Linked DNA regions of Cricetulus griseus: region 2 is linked to region 1. A link is a contact called in public Hi-C data. All regions are on one chromosome and are shown on one strand. The core of a region is the stretch at or near the end of the contact, and the rest is flanking DNA. Distances in the headings are between cores, read along the strand shown. Region 1 overlaps Myo10 (unconventional myosin-X). Region 2 overlaps Retreg1 (reticulophagy regulator 1).

What was found. Hi-C and Micro-C count contacts between places; a contact is called where the count stands out from the background.
Region 2: a Hi-C map of the CHK-Q cell line shows a contact between it and region 1, with 5 times the contacts expected there. The contact joins two enhancer-like sites. A contact is called at or near these places in 5 of 8 Hi-C or Micro-C datasets (the CHK-Q cell line, the CHL-YN cell line, the CHO-K1 cell line and 1 more).

The regions. Positions count from the first base shown.
Region 1 is chr2:356,571,841-356,575,755 of CriGri-PICRH-1.0, reverse strand. It overlaps Myo10 (unconventional myosin-X), which reads right to left. Exons shown (of 41, transcript XM_027400038.2): 27 at 1,812-2,055. Among named protein-coding and RNA genes, the nearest start is that of Retreg1, 71 kb to the left of the region's middle. Within about 2 kb of position 2,130, at least 1 of the 6 cell types and tissues checked has open chromatin away from gene starts, as enhancers often do.
Region 2 is chr2:356,747,789-356,751,703 of CriGri-PICRH-1.0, reverse strand. The region is part of intron 3 of Retreg1 (reticulophagy regulator 1); the gene reads right to left. Among named protein-coding and RNA genes, the nearest start is that of Znf622, 25 kb to the left of the region's middle. Within about 2 kb of position 1,898, at least 1 of the 6 cell types and tissues checked has open chromatin away from gene starts, as enhancers often do.

The DNA of each region.
Region 1 (3,915 bases), core at 881-3,380:
AACATTTTTTTTTTTTTTAATGCTTAGTACCTAGGTAACTCAGAAAAACAGCTGCCCCAAGCCCCAATAATTTTCTAAAAACATTAAATTTTAACAATAATCATACCTTGACAGTCCAAAGCCTTGGTTCTAAACGGGACTATTGGCAAGAAAGGTTGTATGGAATTCAAATCTCAGTTGTTCTTCCAACTGCATGAGTATCACAGATGGAAGACAAATGATTCATTTCGAAACACACCTGTCAATCAGCTCTCCATTTAGCTGTTGGATGATAGCCAGAGTGGGAAGAAATAAAAGGGGCAAGCTGACCCACAGGAGGGCTCTCAACCGGTCACCTCACATTCACACCTTCATTTTTTCCCCAGTTTATTAAGATAGGGTCTAAGCACATAGGTCAGGCTGCCCCTAAACTCTCTAGTAGCCCAGGCTGTCCTCAAATTCAATTTTCCTACCTAACCTTCCTAGAGTTGAGTTTAGAGATGCGCATTATGCCTGGTTTTATTCAAGCCAGCTTTCTCTGCACACTCGTCGTTACATTTCCAGTGGGTGTGTGTCTAAAGGTCTATCTTCTGAGTAAAAACCAACATCTGAGTGTAATTGCAGCTACAAAAAAAAAAAAAAAAAAAAAAAAAAAAAATTGCTCTCAGAGATTAAGTCTTGTTTCCCAGTTCTTCACAATTTACCCATTAAAGGGAATTGTTGAGACTGACTGAGTAGTTATGCTAGTCCACTCCTGCACAGAACACATGGGCTGGTGAGATAGTTTAGTCTGTAAAGTACTTGCTATACAAGCTCAAGGATCTAGGTTCAAGTTCCAGAAACCATTTTAAAACTCTGGGTGTGATGGGAGGGGGTGCACAGTCCAAACCCAATTCTACTAATACACTTGGCAGCTTCTTGGTTTACTAAACACAAACCCCTCACCTTACAATGTATGCAGCAACCTGCTGGTGACTCAGGATGCCTACCCTCTTCTAAACAATGGAATAAAGGTCTCCTCTCCTTCACTACCATCAAATGTGAACAGTTTCTAGTCAACCAGACTCCAGTTATGGCTGGGTACAAGGGAAAAGGAGCCCCTCAGGCCTGAAGTAATTTGGGGTCCATGTACAGTCAAGCAAACCATGTGCTGTGAGAGATCATGTAGAGAGAATCTCCTGTTTACTACCTCATGCCTATATATAATTGGCCATGCATATGGTTACTGCATTATGGGAGGGGACACACATAGTAAAGGTTACATAACTAAAATACACCAATCAAACTAGAGAACTGCCACATTACACCCATAAGCACGGCTTATTTTTCCTTTAGATCCCATAAAAGACACCCTCATGTGGTCTGCTGTCACCTACACAGTGTATTTCTCTGTGTCTGTACTATCGCCTTGATTTTAATAGCGTTTCCTTTTCCTTGCTAGCTGTTGGTGGCGGTGGGGCAGGGAAACTAAGTGTGTTGGCACATTATAGCAATCCCAGCACTGGGGAGGCGGAGACAGCAGAGTCCCTAGGGCTTGCTGGCCAGCCAGCCTGACCTACTTGGCATGCTCTAGTGACAGACTCTATCTCTGAAAGGAAGCTTCTGAGGAATGGCATCCTACACTGATGTCTACTTTTCATATACACATACATACACCCACCTATGTACACATGCTTGCTCTCTCTCTCTCTCTGTCTCTCCCTCTCCCTCTCTCTGTCTCTCCCTCTCCCTCTCTCTCTCTCTGTCTCTCTCTCTCTCTGTCTCTCTCTCTCTCTCTTAATGAAAACATGTGCCCATCATCATAATCAAGAAGTCAAGCTGCAGGGACATACTTGGCTGTCCGGACTTCCACCGAGCCCTTGAGCTTCTCCTCACTATCGTTTTCAAAGTACATCAGCTTGGACTGACGCAGGACAAACCAGCGACGCTTCCAGTTTCTCCTGGACAGTGTGGAGGAGCCTCCGCCTTTCTTGTGCAGCCAGCCTTGCTTGAGGGCTTCCTGCTTGGAGCGGAACCACAGGAAGGTCTCATCTTTGAGGACACACCAGCGGCGCTTCCAGGAGTTCATTAAACCACCTGTTCCCCCAGGAAGGGGCAGGGAAAGGAAAGATTACAAAGTCAATCACACCAAGTGACAAAGTCCACAGCCCAGTTTGAACCTTGTCTCAGCCGACACACACGCACTCACAGACCCTTCCAGAGTGGAGGAGGGGCGTCTGGCTTCTGTTCCGTGTACAGAAGATGGTCCAGCAAGGCTATGTCATCCAAGAATGCTGTTCCTCCCTGATCTACAATACGGCTCCTCCTCAGGCTGCTGAGAAATCTCCTGCAGCGGCTCACACGGAAATAGTCAAGACTGATGATCTATCCCAGAGTGACTATAAGAGCCTTAAATAAGCAAGAAGCTTCTCTACATGTATAGTCCACAGTCTCCTCCAAGTGCCTGAGAGATATTAATCTTCCCTCACTTGGCAGATGGAGGAGCAATCACTGTCAGTTCTAGAACTCATGATGAAGTCTCAGTTCCAGAGGATATGAAACATACTGTGTTTGGGGCAACACATCTTCTCATACAAAACCAGCGTCACCTGAAAATGGATTCCAGATGGAAGGCAAAAGGCTGAGGCTGTAACTAACAGGCAGGAGCGTGTCGTGACGTGTGTCAGACTATAAAAGTCTACCTGCCTTCTTTCCTTCCATTCTTTTTTTTTTTTTAAAGATTTATTTATTTATTTATCATGTATGCAGTGCATGCCAGAAGAGGGCACCAGATCACATTACAGATGGTTGTGAGCCACCATGTGCTTGCTGGGAATTGAACTCAGAACCTCTGGAAGAGCAGCAGTCAGTGCTCTTAACCCCTGAGCCATCTCTCCAGCCCCCTTTCCTTCCATTCTTGTTTTGTGGTACTGGTGACTAACCGGGGGACTTGTGGATGCTAAGCAAGTTAGTATGTGCCACTCCTCTCTGTTCCATTTGTTAAACTTTGTTTTGAGGTAGGGTCTCACTCAGGTTTCTAGGCTGCCGTCCTGCTTCAGCCATCTGAGTAGCTGAAGAAACATTGCATGCCACCACACCCGGTGGAAAATGCCTTTTGACTTGACATGAAGTGAGAGGAATAAATAGGATGTGACTTGGTAGCCAGTATGTGACTGGCATCTTACTCCCCTCACTTGGAGACCTTCTTACAACAGTACGTGGGAGAACACAATCTACTTCTGTAGCTCACTATAAAACTGCTCATGCTATGTTCTTAACCACAACCACAGCAAGGGATACTTAACATGGAGACTTAAAGCCCAAACAACAGTGCATCTCTTCAGCCAGAAAACAAATCTAACAGGCTTTTTCCTGGAGTGAATGGACAGCCGGGATAGCCCTTCCCCTCACTGAAATACCGAGATACTCTCCCTCAGACAGAAAGTTCTCCACTCAAGTGGCTGAGGCTGTTTGTGACGAAGCCAAGACAGAGCTGTTTTCCCACAGCAAATCTGCCAAGGACTCTCACGATGAAACATTGTGATTGTTTTGATTTGTGACTTTAATCTCTCAAAACAGGCCTAGAGGAAAACTGCAGCACAAGGTTGTTCTGTTGTCTGTCGCATTATCTTTAAGTGACCAATCTTAGTCAAGTATGTTAACAGCAGTCACTGCAGCAGCCTTCTCTGTAGCTGCTCTTCTATTCAGAACATATGATTGCATGCATACGATTTCAGGGTGGCCACTTGGCATTGGATAACCCATAGGGGTGCTCTTCCCTGGAGACAACAATTTCCCCCTTCTGTGTCTACTGCTGTCAACCATGCTCAGGTCTTGTGAGAGCAACCATGTTCTTGAGGTTGCCTGCTTTGTCAGCATTCACTGAGTGCTAAGTGTCTGAAGAATTCCCTAGCATTTGTCTTTCCAAGCAGCGACATCAGACAACAGAAAAGCCTT
Region 2 (3,915 bases), core at 649-3,148, 180 kb before region 1:
GACAGATGTACAGCCCAGGATTTATTGCAGTTGGGCTCAAAAGTAAATGTCCCCTCCCTGCTTTTTGACATTTGGTTTAGCTGTATGAAACTGGGTACAGGTTTTTCAATATGTTTCTTAGAATTGAAAAAAAAAAAGTTAACAACTCCTAAATTTGCTCTTTAGAAACCAGACCCATTGAACTAACTGGGCCTGAGAAATACATTGCAGCCCAAACCCACAGAATTACTGAGTGATTCCAAAGTGTGTCTAACATAAGGGCCGATGAAAATTAATTTTGATGTATGTGATAAAGAAGGTAACCCACAGTATGACAAAACCTGGTGACTCTCATGCACAGGACAGAAATCAACTACCAACCAACCTGTTGGGCTGTCTGCCTCTAGGTCACATTCATTCCATGGTACACCTACTCGTTTCTCTTTATAGATAAGCTAGCAGTTGAATGACATGACCAGGAGCTTTTAAAAGAATACAAGCATACAAAGACGAACACACCCCTACCAGTCATAAAAACAATTACTTTTCAACATGCTATCTCCGATTTGCTAAACTCAAGCAGATTTTGAAAATATGGTATGAAGTAAACAGGCAATGTGTTAACGGTAAATTAGCACACTGTGGTACCCAAGGGCAGCATGAAGCCAAGATAGGCACACCATGAATTTGGGGTGGGGTTGGGGGGCTGTGTCAAAAGGCACAACCAAGAAAGAATGATGAAAGGTAACATTCCCCCAAAGCTGTCAGAGTCTGAAAAGAAGCCAATCCCTAGTGATTGGGCCTACTGTAAAACAAGACTATAAACATAAAGTTTTCCTGCCTGATGTAGAGGATGTTTCTACAGGAATATATTTCCTCCACTTCCTTGTACACACAAGCAGCAATAGGAGTTTGCCTATGAACGTAAAGGGCTAGTCTTTTAGTGTATTTGCGTTATAATATATAAGTCAGCATGTATATAGGAAGGGCTCCCTGAAAACAGTTATTAAAGAGCCCAACTACTGCTCCATGTCCATGCATATTAGTAGTCTGCTCCAGAAGCCTTCCTTTTTAAAATGTGCATTTAGGAATGAAAGGGAATACAATATAACCAAAGGAGATTGGGACAGTCTAGGTTGAACCTACCAGTGACAGAGGTGCCTGCTCATCTTTGCTCTTTCTTTCTTACCTGCAGGTGACAGATACTTATCTCTGCCACCAGGGTTCTCAGCTGGCTCAAGTTTCTGCCAGCAGTGTGCAAGGGAATTTAATGACTGCCACCTGCAGTTTATGTGTGTAAAATGCCGAGCAGTATATTGGAGATCACCTGCTAGCCAAAAGCACTTTCAGGAAATCACTTTTGAGATATCAGAGAGCATCAGATATCCTATATCAGAGATAAGGAGGTCATGTATATGTGCCCACCAGTGCCCACCAACCACAGCACTCAGATGCAGAAAACCTACCCTTCCTCTTCTCCATTAGGGGCACTGTTTACTGGACTTACCTCATGGTGAAATGATGTTAGATGCCTTCTGTTTGCTATACAGATGCTCATACAGGCTCATACAGGCTCATACAGATGCACAAACACATAGAAGGAAGAATTATTATACTTTCTGTTTGTACACTGTATGTTACTAATATGAATAAGATTGGAAAAAATAACATAGAGAAATGGCTCTCTGATCAACTCAAATTGTTTACTTTTTCTGAGTAAGAAGCATCTAGAACCACAAAACCACAATTACTGTGGAGCATCCCTTTACCGAGCCTGGCCACCCCAAGTGTTTCCATATTTGCAATAGATCAGTTATAGCATGTTAAGTACTTTTATCCTAACCTACTTGGGAACCCATACCCCCAGGTGAAAGCTACAGAGGTAATGAGTCTTCAGGAATGCAGACACAGCCAAATGGAATTAATGGGGCGTGCTGGGCCAAAGTTCTTTTTACAGTAACTCTTTTAAATAAACAACACACAAAAGACACAGGGAGAGATCCTCATCATTGCTTTGCTAAGTAGTCTATGTTTTGAGTTATTTTTTGGTGATGTGATGGGTAGTTTTAATTATCAAGGGGGCATAAACTAGACCCCCCCCCCGGGAGAAGAGCCTCCAAGAACGCCTGTGAGGAATTACATCAATTGATGTGAGAAGATCTGCCTACTGTGAGTGGCACCATTCCCTGAGCTCGAGGCCCTGGACTATACAAATGAAACTTTCCAATTCCAACAGGTTTAGAGTAGCCCCTCTACTTATCACAGCCACAAGACACCACAGACAAAGAATAAACATGTTTGGATTCATCTAATTTTTGTATCAATGTCCCAAAAATACTTTTAAGATACAAATGGAAGACTGGTGGAAGGATGAACCATTTCTGTGAATTCAGTCATTAATCAACTCACTGTTTTCTTAAGAGCTAGTGAAATTAGTGTCCTTTTAAGTAATTATGATAAAGGATGTGAGAGGTGGGGACAGGTAGATCTACAGTGTGGCTCCCGCTAGGTAGGGTATTCAAGGCTGACTATTCCAAACAGGGAATCTGGGCTTCTTTTCTATACATAAGAAGCTGAACATAAGCCCAGCAGTGGCGGTGCATGCCTTGAATCCCAGCACTCTGTGAGTTCAAGCCTGGTCTACAGAGTGAGTTCCAGCACAGGCTCCAAAGATACCTGAGAAACCCTATCTCAAAAAAAAAAAAAAAAAAAAAAAAAAAAAAGCTGAACAGACATGACTGATTTTTTGGTCCCCCCCTGAAATATCTGTGGGCCCTGGGTTTCATCCTTCCAATAACATCTGGAGTCTGAAGTCCAAGGAAACTAAATACTTCAAGTCCTATATGTCTATGAAATGGATATTTGCTTTCCAATGAAAATGGACTTAGAGCTTTGTATTAACTAGAGAGGGAAATGACATGCAATGCCAACAACACATCTTAAAGCATCCCTGGTGGTTCAGATGGGCAGGGGCATCCTGGGCAGCAGCTATCAGTCTCCCTTCAGGTACTATCATAATGTCCCTTCAGGTACTATCATAATGTCAGATCTAAGACCCTACAATTCCCAGACAACAGACTTCCTAGTAGGGATATTAAAATATTAAGTGTCTAAGTCAGGTTATAGCAATGTCTGTGGTTCTATCATGGAGAAAAGTTAAAACCATATATTACTTCATCTGTCATTTTGGGATTATCAAGCCCTTGGTAACTGTGAGCTGGAACAATTGCCCTGCTGACGTGCCTTCCATAGACTCAGCAGGCTTGGTCTGGGAGGACATATGCTGTCTCCCCCGGTGCTTTTTCCTTGTTTGCTGAAGTTAGTAAAATACACATCTAAAAACTGCATGTGATTACAGCAAAGACCTTGGACTTAATTGTAAACATGGCAGTGGAGATCCTAGAAATTAGCATGCAGAGAGAAAACATACCCAAACACTGGTTACAAGAAATGTCAGGCCTAATACCTTGAATAATTAAATCACTCTCAGATTGTCATTGCAGAGTTTTTAAAAACTATCATCCTCTACACTATATTACCAACAATGGTCACTTGTAATGTGTTTTTTCAGTGTTATATAACAATCCCTCTTAGGCAGTGTGGCCTAGGTTTTGTATCATTTCTAAATCATGTTAGTCAGAATTTGGTATTGATATTCTAGACTCATGATTTAACTTGGAAGCTGATTTATGATTAACAAACCAAGTACAACCCTGAATGTATCCAATTCAATCCAGGAAGTAGGGAGCTTATGTGTAAGTATTGCAGACTTAGAAAGTCATCAACTAATTTAGAGCTAGGAACAAAGACTGATTCTCTCTCTCTCCCCCCCCTCTCTCTCTCTCTCTCTCTCTCACACACACACACACACACACACACACGAATTTTTAAATTGTATTATTTTTAATTTCTAATTTCATTTATTTACAGATGGGT